Linked DNA regions of Drosophila melanogaster: regions 2 and 3 are each linked to region 1. A link is a contact called in public Hi-C data. All regions are on one chromosome and are shown on one strand. The core of a region is the stretch at or near the end of the contact, and the rest is flanking DNA. Distances in the headings are between cores, read along the strand shown. Region 1 has its middle 12 kb from the start of lncRNA:CR45427. Region 2 holds the start of Dbx. Region 3 holds the start of acs (arcus).

Region 1 (3,489 bases), core at 287-2,786:
ACAAACTGTAGTCATTTGTCAACAAAGTTGATAAATGTTTTAATTATGGCCCACGCCCCAGTTGGTGGCCAAAACGGAATATTCAATTGCGAAAATTTCGTTGTCAAGGTGACGAAAGGGAAGGGAAGACGTTTGCTCTCTGGGATGAGGAATGGCTTGAGATTTAATTAAAATGCCTTACTTAAGAGATTACGAACTAAAAAAAAAAAACGAATTCTGCCCTTTGGAGTGGTTCATTAGTTAAACGAATCAGTTGTTATCACCCGATCTGATATTCACTTTTTGTGTGTCTAATGTCGAATAGCCACGAAAAAGATTCTAAATTATTCAGCGAAAGTCGGATAAGCCGGCAGCTACAGACAGGCAGAGGCCGCGCTGATTTATGCTGATGTTTTCCTATGGTTAGGCATTTGCATTTGGCTCGTGGAAATGGCAAAATACTCGTATTTATTTGCCAAATCAGAGCCAGCGAAGCCAGACGAGTGCACGTGCCATTGGTAATTGATTGATTGTAAGCAAACACGTGGCAACAGCTGACAAGATAAGCAAACAGCAGTCACCTCGCATAATCCGAAAATTCTCGTAGCGTTTTCAATTTTCATTTCACGCATTTTGGTGCGCGCTTTATGATTAAAGCCTAAAGAGGTTACCAATTTATTTCCAAATTAAAGGAGCGTTTCTTGGAAAAAATGCTTGGGAAAAACCCTTTGAATTTAAAGAGCTATTGACCCCATAAAGTAAAGGACCAACTCTCTCTCTCTTAAAGCCGACTTAATTGCTTTTCAATAACAAAACAAAGTTCTTGCCTGCCGATCCGTGGAAAACACGCAATGTCGAGCCAAAAAGTCGTAAAAAAAATGCAAACAACTGGTGCGGGCCAAAATCTCATTAAACACACAGTCGGCAAACGGAAACAAGGATAACACTAAACAACTACAATACTTCACTACACTGCAACAAATGCCCTGTTGCGTGCTATTTGTCATTTCGAATTGCGAACGGAGGATGCCAGTGTCCCAGTTAAAGGCGGCGGGGGCGTGACCACCGACCGTTCGACAACAATTGTTCCGGAGTATGCGAAAATGGGCAAAACTTTCCTTGTTTATGGCTGAATAAATTGTTGGGCTCGCCTTTTGCTTTTCTTGTTCCACCAATTGGCTGAAGGTGTCTACAGGTAAGAAAAGGAACAGCTAACAAAAAGTTGGCAGGGGGTAACTTGGAAAGCACCTGTCAGCAGGGTCTGTGCTAGATATTCTTACAGGTATGTTGGAACTTTGGGCATTCAACTGAATTTAAATTCCGCTTAAAATATATGCATGCAGATAATACAAGCAACATTCTGTAAAACATTTAATTTTCAAAGAAAAATGTAAATACATATGGTAGATTTCCTCATTTCTAAACTCCTGTAAATCAGAGGTTCTCTGTTTTGCAATTCGCCAAACTCATTAAAACATCGTTGCACTGAATGTTGTCACTCATACGTCCCGTGCGCCCTGAAAATACTTCAACAGACGTGCCGTGTTTGGCTGTATGGGTGTGTATCTGTGTGTCGTTCGCGGCTGCATGTGTGCGTAGATGTGAGTGGGTGCACCGCTAACTGAGTTGTTGCTCCATTTTGTACGACATTTTTGCGGTGACGACGGCGTAGCAATTGTTTGTCTCCTTGAACCAGTTTGCCAGCATAACAACAGAAAATAAAGGCTGAGGACCGACCCAGTTGTGTCAAACAGTTTTTGATGCTACGCCAATTTAAAGCCGTGTGGCAGCCCCAAGAAAATCCCCGAAAAATACAGGCAAATAATATCTGCGAAGCGGACTTGTCCACGTGCCGCTCTGGAACACATCCCCGACGAACAACAGATACTTTGCTTGCCAAATAAATTTACATCTCTAAACTATTTTGTATAATTTGGGCAATGAACGTTTTGCGTCAGCACCTAAATGTTTGCGTTTCGAGTGGAAAATCGTTCGAGAAACACTTTCAGTAAACCGACAAGGCTCCCTCGCCAAGTCAACACCACTAAGAACCTTCGATTTATACACTGAAACAAATTATTAAGACGAATATGACCAAGTTTAGATTATATTCAGCAAAATGTTTCCTTTTGATGCATATTGGCGTATTAAATTGGACTTGGAATATATACCATATATTTCACCTATTTCAATTCACATATTTGTAAGCGTTATTTTTCCCAGTGTCCTTTGCCAAGTATTTACATGCAAATGAAGACAACGGTAGGCCAGCAGTGAGCAGCTGGCAACGAGATCTTCTGCTAGCTGTCGTCGACTGACATTTTAATAGAATTAACTGCTCGGTGAACGAGAGCCGGGCGCCTTATTGTTTTAGATGACTGTCATTAGATTTGATGGCTCAACTGAGTGTTGGGCAAAACCGGAGCCTGACACGTCCGAGCTTTTGAGGCTTAAAGGCTTGCAGCGAACCAGCTGCTGCCAGCCACAAAAAAAAAAAAAAAAACGTCGCAATGTGGTCAGCTGCCATATTTCAGCACTGAAATTCAGCAAACTGACATTCTATTTATGCCGGGTATTTAATTTTATTTATGTGACAACAGCTCCAACTGCACCTGGACATGGGGCGTGGCATCCAGCCATCCAGCCAGGATATAAGCCAGCGAGGAATGTCGAACAATGGAAAGGATATTTGCCCAGCGTAGCTGACACGCTGACAGCAAACACATTAGAGTGTGCAAACTTTTTGAGCTCAGTGTAACGGACTGCCGACAGCCGGAAAAGCGAAAGGACAATTTGAAATATTGTTTTCAAGGTATGTATTTGAATTATGAGCATTCTTTTTATTCTACAATGTTTACAAGATGCATATTTTTAATCAAATATTGCTTGGAAAGATATTCGCAAAATGCCACAGCAAATAAATTATTCCGAGATCCCAGCCAAGCAATTCAAATGGAGCACATGTACATATATATGATATGCGCATACTGCGAATTACATGCATTGCTTAATCGGAATTAGAGGGTAAAAACAAGCAAATGTCTAAACGAATTTCAACTACTCTGCATTTTAAAGAGAAAACTGGAAGACCTATTCAATATGAAGTCCTTAAAATTGAGTTCGTTAAATTCGTCTTTGAAGATATTACCTTAGCAACCACACTTCAATTTTGCACACTCTTTCACTTTTGATGAATCGAATTTTAGCTTGCAATCACCGCGTGTTCTTTACAATACACTTCACTTTCTTGGCAATATCGAGGAACCTCAATATTTAATAATATTAATATAGAACCGCGCAATGTTGCATAAACAGCTCATAACCGCAGCGCCAACACCAAAAAACACTTGGGAAATGTGCGAGCTCTCATGTCGCGAGCAGGCAAACTGCCTTGCCGCAAACCACCGACCCACTGGAAGCCACCCACTGAATCGTCACCCACTGAATCCCCACCCACCAAGTCTTCGAAATCATATGGGCTACAAAATGCGAGAGTTTATATGCGACTCG
Region 2 (3,489 bases), core at 607-3,106, 380 kb before region 1:
TAAACTCACACCATGGCAACACTCCGAAAAACAATTAAAAGTTTGTCTTCAACACCTTCCACCGCGCGGAAAATGAAAAATGGGGGCAAGGATATATACATATATATTATTGGGGGGGGCTTCCGACAAAAGCCTGTTTCGGTGACCCCTTTCATTTGTCAAAAAGCAGCAGTGACAATGCCAGATGGATCCAAATCCAGAATCTCGAAAGCCGGAGGAAGCTGCACATTCAGCCCACTTATCAAATAATTGTCCTCATATTATGGCGACTACAAAGAGAGATGGAGATAGCGGCTAGGAGAGAGAGAGAGAGAGAGAGAGCGGAGCCGGGGAAATAGTAGAAAATGGAAAATACTCAGCTTCAGCTTCAGCTTCAGTGTCGGTGGCAAATAAAAATGTAAGGACTCTTGAGCGCACACAGACACACACACCACGGGCGGAATCCTTTGCATAAATGATGATGGTATGATGAGAACTTTTAATCATTATTATCACATATTTATACGCTTATATGAGCATGTTTTATGTACTCGCTGCCAGCAGAAGCGGTGGGTGAAGTGGAAATCCTGACGTCCTGGCTGCACGGATACGGGGTAATCCTTTGAGGCGTGCTCCATATGAAAGCAAAAAGCCACAAATGGCAGCGCAAAACAATCTGAGCTGGGGCCTTTGTTATCCTTGTACTTCTTCCTATTGTCGAGGGCACTTCTCCTCCTTTCAGCTCCTTTCAGCATTCTGATGGGAATCGCATTCGAGTGAGGCCACGCCCCTTCGGCGGGCAGGACTCCTTGGGACCCCAGCGCCTGGCACACAGGGGTTGCTCCGTGCTCTCGCCCTCTCTCTCTTTCTGCTCGCACACAATAGAGGCCAAAAGGACACACACATCCTTGCCGCATTCTGCTGTTTATCTAGCTCCTAAGCTTACATAACCGCTGCTCAGCCATTTTCGCATTTACCACGCTTTCGACGCTGAGTAAATAAGTCATCATTGTCGATAAACTCGATTGTCGTCATCAACGGCGACGAGGACAACTAATTTGCGGTCATAATAAAAGTTAATCTACTGACTCCTTGGCCGCTTGTCGGAATTTTTTTTGCTTCCCATGTCTGCAACAAATTGCTCGCACAAATTCAAAAGTCTATGGATGTAGAAGTCCAGTTCAAATAATGTAACTAAATGCCATTACTCTATATCATCAAACTTTGTACATTATTGGGAAAAGTTATTTGTTGAAAGGATCCTTTACGTTAATCAAACATGTGAAACATATTTTCTTTGCCTATGTAATGCTTAGCTTAAACCAGTTGAGAATTATAATAGAAATTGTAGTATAAAAACAAAATAAAATATTTTGTTTCCAGTATAAAATTACATATTTTATATTATAATTAAATGTAAATTAAATGTATTCTAACAATGCGCCCCACTGTGCGGCACCGTGGAATGGCAGCTCAAATTTAATAAGATCGAGCCAAATTCAGTTCAAGGCAGCAAGTGGCAAAGGCAACAAAACAAGAAAATTAAATTTTTATTGTTTTCACGCAAATAAAATCAAATAAAAAGCGAACAACAATAACGAGCAGGCAAAGGCTAAACAGGACACTCACGCACGCACACACACACACTTACGCACGCATACGCTCTCGCAAGGAGAGCGAAACAGAGAGAGGAAGAGAGAGAGAGAGCAGGATGTACATAAGGACTAAGCATCACGTGCCGCACAGACGGCACTTCTACTGGGCAGGAGAAGCGGACCAACCAACGACGAGCAACCCCGTAATCGCACTCCTGGGCACCCGGATGCTGCGTCCTGCGCCTGCCAGGACATTCTGCCAACCGAGTTCAGTTCGAATTGAGCACTCGACGCGAACGCGACAACTGGCGGATACAGACGAGAACTGAATCGGTACGTGTACGGATACTAGAGACTACGGAAATATAGAGCAGCCAGCTCCGTCGCGTTATGTCTACGGCCTTCCTCGTGGACAGTCTCCTGCACGCCCAGCAGACCTACACGGAAAGCCAGCTGAAGTCCAGCCTGAGCGAGATGCTCCTATCGCGTCGGTCGGCCACGGGAACGGATGCCGCGGATCCGGCTGACCAGCCCACCGAGTCCTGTGGCTGCTCCAAGTTGCGCGGCTACAAGTGTGATAAGTGCCGCGAAATCCGTGCCGAGAGTGTAGAAAGCATCGAGGAGATGGACGAGGACGATGGTTCCTCCTCGGCGGACGAAATAGTCGCCGATATTGGCAGTGTCGAGGGCGAGGAGCCGCACATGGACCTGGACGAGGAGCTGGAAGAGGAGCTGGCCGACGTGGACGAGCCCGTGTCAATCAAATTGCCCAAGGTGGAGCCCAAGGAGACCAGCATGCCGACCGTCGGCAACACCATCCTCAAGGATACCAACAGCAAGCCCATTCTCAAGTTCAGTGTCAGCGCGATCCTTGGCGACACCCGGGAAGGAGTCCGTGTCAGAAATGGTAAGACATGGTTGGCAACTAGCAATTTTAGCTTAGTAGTATGCCTTGAGGTGCTGATGATCTTTGCTTCTCTTTCAATGTTGTTTTCACTGGAACCCCTAAGATTAAATTTTGTAATTACCTTGGGCCCCTCCAATTCTGAAGTCGATGAGATAGTTTCCTCCAATTAGGTTTACGCCGCGGGCTGCTTCAAAGAATGTTATAAAAAGGCTTGGCAATTAATTTGTCGTGGCTAATGCCGAATAAAAACAAAATACCGAACACAATTGCAATATGAAAAGCCAAAAGAATAACAAATCTGGCCCAAAAGTTTACGCAGACTCCTCGCGAGGGTAGAACGCAAAGTACTGGTACTTCGCAGTTGCTTTAGTTTTTACGCCGCGACTTTATTGTGTGTTGGCCTAAGTCCTCGGGGCGTTTCACCGCTGATCCTGCAGGCTGTAAAAACACAGCCAGGCCTAATCATGTTTAAATTATTGAGCCAAGCCCCTGAGCACAAAGCCGCATAACCAGTTCGTCCCATCCACATCCGCACTTCCGCACTTCCGCCAGGATCTGCATGGGATATGGTGCGAAGGATCTGCATGGGATATGGTGCGAAGGATCCTCTGCCGCGTGCTGCTTACAACGGGGGATGAGAATGAGAATGGGAATCCCTATGCCAGATAGGACATGGAAAAGGTCCTGGGGGCGGGGGACAGAAGGTAGGCGTAACCAATTGGCCATCAGTCAATGTAACAGCTCTGCCTTGGCCGTTTTTTAGTTGTATTGTTCTCTTGTATTTCTGGGGATTGTGGGATTTAATTGTCATGTGATTATGGCATCGCGGCTTACTTTCCATATTAATGAGTGGGCAGGACCTTTCGATTTCCCGTATTTTATCACTATTTTTTATGAGATTTTATTGGCGATATTTTGGGGTTAAATCGTACTGTTTTTTATGATCAAAGCGTGGCAAAAAATTTAGAAATGGTACGAAATATGACTATTATTAGGTATTATATTAGA
Region 3 (3,489 bases), core at 671-3,170, 330 kb before region 1:
TCACACAAACAACGTATATCTGCGAATTTATATGCGAGTGTGTGTGTGTATATTTTGATCCACTGCAATCGGAATATTATATGGACGAGGAAACTGTGCTACGATGGATATTTCGAAACCGGTTAAGCGGTTCGCCAGTTGCCTTTGCTGTTTTTGCCCGTTTCATTTGCGGCTCGATTGTTGTGTTTATTTTGGTTGAGGGGCGACCTGTTGGCTTTTCGATGATTTGGGAGATCCGCAATTAAATTTGCATAGCCAATCGGTATAATGACTAAAAAAAAAACGTAGTTTCGATATCGGATTTTCACGCTTCTCTCGGCGAACTCGAACTTTTTCCACACACGCACACCGAACAACTGATTTCAATTCGTTGGGAGAGAAAATCGGATGGTGTGACCGCTAATATGCCACCAGTATATACCAGTTTTCGAAAGAGCTTTTTCAAAGCTCAACACACTAAAAATACTGGAATTAAACTACAATTCATTTATTAAGCTACCAAATAACGTACATTTTTGAACAATATTGTTCATTTTTCAAGAGTAACGCAGTCTGCTTTATTTAATCCTTTTTGTTGTCATCGCCTTCACACTTTCCTTCCTCCTTCTTTTGTTGCTCCTTCTTTTTGATGTCTTCTTCCTTCTTTTGGCACCAAGCTTTCAGTTCATCCTCGCTCATGTCCTGGACTTTCTTCTCCTTGGGCGAGGACTTGGCCTCCTTCTTTTCCTGCTCCTTCTTTTTGATGTCCTCTTCCTTTTTCTGGCACCAAGCCTTCAGTTCCTCCTCGCTCATGTCCTGGATTTTCTTCTCCTTGGGCGAGGACTTGGCCTCCTTCTTTTCCTGCTCCTTCTTTTTGATGTCCTCCTCCTTTTTCTTGCACCACTCCTTTAGCTCCTCCTCACTCATCTCCTGGAGACACTTCTCCTCGGCCGAAGATTTGGCCTTCTGGATTTTCTTGGCTTGGTTGGAGAGTATCGCATCGCACTCGCTTTCCAGCTTCTTCATGGTCTCCAGTTGGGCCTCGCCACACTCGGATTCTTCGTCGGCTTCGATGGATGCCTGTAGTCCTCCGTCCAATCGACGTTCGTCTCGTAACTCCACAGCCGTGACCGTGAGTTCCATAAATGAGAATCGATGATAGCCAAAGTAAGTTGGGTTCTTGTAGGGCAGCGCTTTGCCTGCTCCTGGTCCCAGCTTCTCATCCGGTCCACTGAACTGGCGGAAGGAAGAGGGTCTCACAAACGGCGGCACATCGATCCCATTGTGATCGACACTGGTCGGTTGGTAGCCCTCATCCGGTGGATCCTTTGGTGGGCGAGGGGTGTTCGATGGCTTGTTGCTCAACTTGGGCTTATCAGACAGGCGGCGAAGAATTACAGGTTTTATGAACAATCGAAGTGGATTCTTAGACATTTTCGGGAGCACTTTTGTTTTAAAGTAAATGTTTTTAAATTTTACTGTTGCTCAAAACAGGAGATGTCATTTTCAGAGGTTACTGTGTAAAATTGAAAATATACATCTCTACATCACGTATACGCCCTGATATCCTAAAGCTTTATTCTGTAAAGTAAAATGTAAGCTTTGTGTGGAAGTATCGACTAACTAGAAATGTTGAATTCAATGATGTCCAAGCTTTTGCCATAATATATTAGGTATAAAGAGTTTGATGATTGTCGATGAACTTTTCGGGAGGTTCAAACCGATCAGCAAACTGGTTAAGGCCTTCATTCTGGTTTTATTATTTCCACTTAAGAGTGCACATAATATTTTGGCATACATTTCGGATTGCTGCACTCCGGTTTCCCACGTTCCCCGCGAAGTCTTCTGATACGGCTGATTATCGTGCAATTATCTTTCCAAGATTATCAGCACGGTTTACGAACGAGAGGTGTTGAGCGGCTTCGACCGGGATCCGAAATTTAGTATCCGTCCGGTGGGCCAGGCACTCGGTTGAGTCCCCAAGAAATCTGGTTGGGCCGGGAATTCGCAATCACGAAACGATCTTTGTCTCTTTGGCGACTTAATTGCGTGTGATAAAAGATTTATACGCCCGCGAGCTCAAGTAGCTTTATCAAATACTCGGTCGCTACTTTATCGCTATGAAGTGAGTAGTCTTCGTATTCTTCTGGTTTCGAGATCGTAAAAAATAAGCTAACTGATGCGCAAACACAATAAATGACAAAACATTAGCCTCAACCAAATCCCGGTTAAGAAATTGTATATTTTTACGACCTTTAATTTTGAACCAACATCTTTTCTCGAGGAACCTCCTTGGCGCTTATTGTTTAACGACCCGAACCCATTTATCAATCAATCAATTCACCTCAAAAACAACTTTTAATTGCTCCCCCAACAGCGACGATATAAAAACCGTGACGGTTTACCCAACCACACTGGAATTAACGACCCCAACAAAATCAGCGAATGGCAGTAACGATGATTACGATCCTCATCAGCACCGCGAGCTGAAGAATCCCACTACGTAAGCATAGATTTTCAACAGTGCTGAGCTCAGAGAATCATTTTCAGGCCCCACTTTCCCCAGAAACTTTCAGACATTCGCCCACTTCCTGAAGGCTTCCGTGGGCACTGGCGTCCTGGCCATGCCCAGTGCCTTCGCACACGCAGGATATGTGAATGGCACCCTTCTCACGCTGATCATTGGATCGCTGGCCCTCTACTGCCTGCACATTTTGGTGGGTTTTTGGTGGGAGTCACATAGAAATTTCCTTACTTACTTATATATACTTGATTTACAGATCAAATGCATGTACATACTGTGCAAGCGGCAGCGGGTTCCCTACGTCAGCTTTTCGCAGGCCATGAATCTGGGACTCAAACAAGGTCCACCCTGGCTGCGTTGTTTGGCACCCATTGCCGTGTAAGTGAAGTAACTCGGCAAAACAACTGCTATCTATAACTTCCCTCTATATATTGATTAACTTTCTAAGTGCTTTTTAATGATTACTCAATTGGGTAATGAAAATCTTATCTTGTTGTTGATCAATAGATTTTCACTACGATTTATTGTATCTTTATCTTTACAATAGCACCCTAAAATATGGGGGCACATCCCAATAGTTTGTTTAGTAATTGGTTTACATCGCTTATCAATAATATCTTGAGGGTTTTTTTTATTCAATTACTTGCTTAAGTTGCGGAAGGTTTACCAATTTACATTTTAGCCAAGTGTTGAGTACCTATTGTGAAATTTGTTTCCTAGTGGCTTTAGCATTTAACTTAGGCATGAGGCATACTTACTTGTTTTATGTTTTATATATTGTATGTAAATCATATTTTATAGTGTTATTTTTCATCAGTCCCTTTGTAGATGGCTTCCTGGCCTTTTACCACTTCGGCATCTGTTGCGTCTACGTGGTTTTCATAGCGGAAAGCATAAAGCAGCTGGTGGATGAGTATCTGGTGGTCTGGGATGTGCGAATACACATGTGCATCATCATTGTGCCACTCCTGCTGATATATAGCATA

The links. A called contact is a pair of places that touch in the nucleus more often than the background predicts.
Region 2: a contact with region 1 is called in a Hi-C map of the Kc167 cell line, with 2.0 times the contacts expected there. A contact is called at or near these places in 6 of 107 Hi-C or Micro-C datasets (the Kc167 cell line, embryo, whole body and 1 more).
Region 3: a contact with region 1 is called in a Hi-C map of the Kc167 cell line, with 1.6 times the contacts expected there. A contact is called at or near these places in 7 of 107 Hi-C or Micro-C datasets (the D17-c3 cell line, the Kc167 cell line, cellular blastoderm embryo and 3 more).

Annotation. Positions count from the first base shown.
Region 1 is chr3L:2,304,120-2,307,608 of dm6, forward strand. No RefSeq gene overlaps it. Among named protein-coding and RNA genes, the nearest start is that of lncRNA:CR45427, 12 kb to the right of the region's middle.
Region 2 is chr3L:1,919,451-1,922,939 of dm6, forward strand. It overlaps Dbx, which reads left to right and starts at 1,857. Exons shown (of 5, transcript NM_139420.4): 1 at 1,857-2,481. The coding sequence starts at 1,965.
Region 3 is chr3L:1,969,718-1,973,206 of dm6, forward strand. It overlaps acs (arcus), which reads left to right and starts at 1,921. Exons shown (of 9, transcript NM_139429.2): 1 at 1,921-2,104; 2 at 2,357-2,482; 3 at 2,546-2,696; 4 at 2,760-2,881; 5 at 3,321-3,489. The coding sequence starts at 2,100. CG11815 reads right to left here and starts at 1,483. Exons shown (of 1, transcript NM_139428.3): 1 at 474-1,483. The coding sequence starts at 1,413. The coding sequence ends at 562. It overlaps CG1927, which reads right to left and starts at 362. Exons shown (of 3, transcript NM_139427.4): 1 at 1-362.